2 separate regions of the Rattus norvegicus genome follow, and region 2 is linked to region 1. The links are chromatin contacts, called in public Hi-C maps. All regions are on one chromosome and are shown on one strand. The core of a region is the stretch at or near the end of the contact, and the rest is flanking DNA. Distances in the headings are between cores, read along the strand shown. Region 1 has its middle 17 kb from the start of Nifk. Region 2 overlaps Clasp1 (cytoplasmic linker associated protein 1).

Evidence for each region. A called contact is a pair of places that touch in the nucleus more often than the background predicts.
Region 2: a contact with region 1 is called in a Hi-C map of hepatocytes, with 2.8 times the contacts expected there. The contact joins two enhancer-like sites. A contact is called at or near these places in 7 of 12 Hi-C or Micro-C datasets (the A7r5 cell line, Schwann cells, hepatocytes and 3 more) and 1 of 1 datasets of contacts at active chromatin or transcription factors (oligodendrocytes).

What each region holds. Positions count from the first base shown.
Region 1 is chr13:31,961,634-31,964,229 of GRCr8, forward strand. No RefSeq gene overlaps it. Among named protein-coding and RNA genes, the nearest start is that of Nifk, 17 kb to the left of the region's middle. Within about 2 kb of position 1,323, at least 2 of the 93 cell types and tissues checked have an H3K27ac peak or open chromatin away from gene starts, as enhancers often do.
Region 2 is chr13:32,136,714-32,139,309 of GRCr8, forward strand. The region is part of intron 8 of Clasp1 (cytoplasmic linker associated protein 1); the gene reads left to right. Among named protein-coding and RNA genes, the nearest start is that of Clasp1, 92 kb to the left of the region's middle. Within about 2 kb of position 1,323, at least 3 of the 93 cell types and tissues checked have an H3K27ac peak or open chromatin away from gene starts, as enhancers often do.

The DNA.
Region 1 (2,596 bases), core at 73-2,572:
TGACACTACCCCAGCTAGGATTCTTTTCCAGGTTCTATCTTCATATGTATTTCTGACTTTGTTCCTCTCAAAAACAAAAGCAATACTTCAAATACCATTGAAAAGTTTGCCTTAGGCCAGGAGTTAGTGTGCCCTCCCTTCTCCCATGAGACATGGTCTCACTATGTAGCTCTGGTTGTCTTGAACTCAATATATAAACCAGGCTGCCTCTAACTCACAGAGATCCACCTGCCTCTGCAGAGATTAAAGGTGTGTCATCATACCTGGTCTTCTTATGTTAATTTTGTTTGTTTCAAGACAGGGTTTCTCTGTGTAGGCCTGGCTGTCCTGGAACTTACTTTGTAGACCAGGCTGGCCTCAAATTCACAGAGATCTGCCTCCTGATGCTGGGACTAAAGGTATGCACCACAATGCCTGCTCATATGTTAGTTTTTTTACACTTATATTACACCTGGCCTAAGTGCCCCATTGTTTGAATTAAAGAATACATGGGCTGGAGAGATGGCTCAGTGGTTAAGAGCACTGACTACCATTCCAGAGGTCCTGAGTTCAATCCCCAGCAACCGCATGGTGGCTCACAACCATCTGTAATGGGATCTGATGCCCTCTTCTGGTGTGTCTGAAGAGCCACAGTGTATACTTACATAAGTAAATACATACATACATACATACATACATACATACATACATACATACATACGTAAACCTTAAAAAAAAATACTTCAGGTTAGAGATGTAGCTTATCTGATAAAGTGCTTGTCTACCATATACATGCCTACAATCCCAGCACTAGGAGATGGAGGCAGGAGAATCAGGAATCCCAAGAGGTCATTCTTAGCTACTGAGTGTGAGACCAGTTTGAGATACCTGAGACACTACCTCCCAAAGAGGGATGACGACAGTTGGGGATGGGAAGGCATAAGTGTATAGTTTTAATGCCAGCACTCAGGAGGCAAAAGCAGATGAATCTCTTGAGTTTGAAGCTAGCCTGATCTATGTATGCTCTATAAAGCCAGCCTGGTCTACAGGGAGACATAGTGACACCCTGTCTTAAAAAAAAAATTGATGGAGGTGGGAGGAGAGGTTCCTTGGTGATTTAGAGACCTGTAATTCTTACAGAAGGCCTGGGTTCAATCCCTAACACCTACATGGTAGACCATAACCATCTGTAACTCCAGTGTCAGGGGCATCCATCAGGCTGTTCTGGCATCCAAGTGCACCTGCAAGTTTCACTAGTTTTACAGTTACATGGTTCAGCAGGTGTCTTCCTGTGCTTCCAGAAGAGGAACCTGTGCCATGAGAGATGTTACATCTCTGGCCAGATGGTGCCAATTTTAGAATCTTCCTAGTTATAAATAAAGCTGTCCACTCTCTGATGCCCAGAAAAAGCTTCTCAAGACATTTGAGACTTGCCAAACATGGTTTCTGTGCAAATGTTCCCACGTTACTGCTGCAGCCCTCCAGCCATTTCATTTAGTTTCTTCTGAGAAGCTAAGTGAGCACACAGGTTGGGGTTGAAGTTGATGTGGGCAAACAGAACTCAAGAAAAACTCCTGCTAATCAGCCAGCAGGAGAGTGGTACGGGGGCGGTGGTACAGGGTGAACAATGGCAATTTGTTTCTTCTGAGGGAATATGACATTGCCTCTTCTCAGTAAATGGTATTGTACTGTGGATGGTTTTCGTTTGTTCGTTCGTTTGTTTGTTTGTTTGTTTTTAATTTTTGTTTGTTTTTAAGGCAAGGTTGTGTAACCCAGCTGTTTATATGCTTGACTCATGTGGAGCCTCTTAGGAGGTCTGACCTTGTTGGAGGAAGTGCATCACTGTGTGGGTGGGCTTCGAAGCTCCGTCCAGTGCAGAATGATGAGTGTTGCCCTGTTTGCATTCAGAATAACATGTAGAACTCTCAGCTCCTCTAGCACCATGCCTACCTGGATGCTGCCATGTTTTCCTGCCTTGATGATTGGACTGATGAATGGATTGAACTTCTGAACCTGTAAGCCAGTCCCAATTAAATGTTGTCGTTTATAAGAGTCACCTTGGTCGTGGTGTCTCTTCAGAGCAATGGAAACCCTAAGACAACAGGCTTGCTTAGAATTTGAGGTCAGAGCTTAAACTGACCTTGGCCTCCCACCCCTCCCGCCCTAAGCTCTCCAGTGCTGGCATTATGGATGTGCATCACCATGCCTTTGGTTGTGTGTGTGTTTTGAGACAGGGTCTCCCTATGTAACCCAGACTGGCTTAGAGCTAAAGATAAACGTCAAGATAAATCAACTAGCAAAATAAAGTGTATGTGCTCCTGGCAGAGCTGGTGACCTGAATTTGATGCCCAGAATCCACAGTTGAAAGAGAGAATTGGTTCCCCAAATCATCTCCTCTCCTTTGCACATACTCACTCACTTTTCACATATAGTGAAAAATAAAATCATTATTGATTTTTATGTGAATTAATTTTTGCTTACATGTATATAAGTGCACTGTGTGTGTGCTGTGTGTCAGAGAAGGCCAGGAGCAGGTATCAGATCCCCTGGAATTGGACTTATGATCAGTTGAAAACGGCCACATGGGTGCTGGTGTAAGACCCCAACCCTTGGCCAG
Region 2 (2,596 bases), core at 73-2,572, 180 kb after region 1:
TTTTGCTGTTCTCTTCCTGCGCTGTCAGAGTGTCAGTGGGGCTGGCCTAACCCTAGCAAAGGGGGCTTGGAAGACACTTGGCATAAACGTGCTTGGGCCTGAAGTTGGGACACAGCCTTGTTTCCAGAGCCAGGTACTGGAAACAAGCTCAAATAGCATGTAAGGATTTAACAATATAATGCACCCATCCTGATTGTCATACCAGAAGCCACCCAGAACACTGTAGTCAGGGGTTCCTGAGACTTCTGGCCCACTGTTTGGTTCTTAGCAGTTTCACTAAAGATGCTTGCGTAGTTTTGAGGGTAGGATCTTGATCGTATGCTTCCCTGGGCTTCTGACTGTATTCCCTCAGCGTAGCTCATTGCTTCAGGGGAATCCCTGGCCTGTGCTAGGTATGTGACACATAGTGTTCTACAAATATGGTAAGGACTGTGACCCGTGAATTGTGGCCTGCCATTTATACCTCTTGGCTTGCCTACACTACACTCTGGGATGATATTGAGGACAAATGGGTAACTTCTGATTCCCCAAAGGAGGAAAACACAGAAGTCAATTACTGTGAGAATGAAAAGCCACCCAGGAATAAGTTGTCAACAAAGTATTCTGTGTGCATGTAAGTGTGTGTGTGTGTGTGTGTGTGTGTGTGTGTGTGTGTGTGTGTGTGTGTGTGTGTATTCAGGCACACATGCCACGGTGCTGATGTATAGGTCAGAGCACTACCTCAGGCATTGGTCTGCACTTTCTACATTTTCTGAGTTAGGGTCTCTTGCTTTCCTCTACTCACGCTGGGCTACTTAGCCCATGAAGCTTTCAGGAGGTTATGCTGTCTGGCTTTTATGTGGTTTCTGGAGATTTGAACTCAGGTCCTCACAACTGAATCACAGATACTCTGCTGACCAATCTGCTGTCCTCAGCCCATTAGCTGTTTTAGAATTGCTAGGGCTGCGCTCAGTGTAGTGTAGCACACTGCTTTAATCCCTGCATTAAGGAGGCAGAGGCAGGCCTCTGAGTTCAAGATGAGCCTGGTCTACATAGTGTTGTCCCCTCTTGCCTTGGCTTACTGTGTGGGCTGGTTTAAAGCAGGGTTAGACAGCTTTGCCTCCCATCTTCACTCTTTCACACTGACACAGTATTAGTTGTTGATTGTGAGTTAAAAAAAAAAAAAAACAACAACAAAACCAGGAAAGCTTTATTGGAGGCTGGGGAGAGGGCTAAGGGTAAAAAGCGTTGCCGTTTTGCCTGAGGGACCAGATTCCATTCCTTGAACCCATATGGCAGCTCACAAGTATTTGACTCCTGTTCCAGGGGATCTGATGACCTCTTCTGGCTCCTGGAGGCACTGCATGAGTGTAGTGTACAAACACGATTGCAGGAGACAGCACCACTCGCCTCTTTATCTGCACCACTTTACACCTTAGGTTCTATCTCTCTGTCTGCCTGCTTCTCCCTCCCTCCCCCGTCTGTCTATTTCTCTCTGTGTCTTGCATGTACACACACACCCCAAAAAAGCAAAACAAAAACAAAATCAGCCCTTTAAAAATACTCTTACTAAATTGAAATAGTTCTTCTTTGTTTCTTTTTAATTACAAACAGCTTTTGGACTTCATTTTCTTGGGCGTTATCTTATGTTTAAAAATACATTAAATTCACTATCTAAAACTTCACTTTTGTGTGTGTGTATGTGTGTGTTTGCATGCTTATATGGGTATACTTGTGTGACAGTGTGCATGTATACTTGAAAAGTATGCAGTTCAGGTTTTTTTTTAAATATCAAAAAGTGTTCACTCATCCTGCTTGTTTAGTTTGTGATATTTTATTACTTCCAAGCAACACACATTCATAAAACCTGGAAACTTAGTGTTTAGCCAATAGGTATGTTCTATCCATACTAAGTTTCTAAATCAATCTCTCTCTCTCTCTCTCTCTCTCTCTCTCTCTCTCTCTCTCTCTCTCTCTCTCTCCAGAGTGTCAATGTGTAGCACTGTCCTGGAACTTGATATGTAGACCAGGTTGGCTTTGAACTCACAGAACTCCTACCTCTGCTCCCCAAGTGCTGGGGTCAAAGGCATGTACCATCATGCCCAGTCTTGGCCTTACCTCAGCTGACTCTACAATAGTGTCTTTTCAGTGATCTGTGTCATTCAGATTCTTAGTTGAAATTGTTCAGCACGTGGCCAGTGTTAAGATGTGATGAGTGTTGCTCAGTGAATAGTGACCAGAGTGTGAGTGCGCATGCTTCCCAGTCAGAAGTGTAGCCAGTGTTAGGAGCAGCTAGCAGATAACTGAAATAGGTAGATACCCTTTCTGTGTGTCTTCTTTTATCATTCTTTAGTTTTGCAACCTGGGGCAAGCAAGCAAATTCCTGGCAGTGCCTGCTTGCTGTTTGCTTATCTGAGGAATAAAACCCCCTGTGGAGATTTGCAGAGCAGTGAGATGATGTTCAGGACTCTTAGCACTGTGCCTAGATGGAACTGGTACCCACCATGATTGGCTGGCCAGCTGACCTATAACAAAACGAATACTGTATGAATAGAAATTCACACTTGTGATTTAAAAAAAAAACTATTTGAAATTATTAGAATATGCATTGAAATTT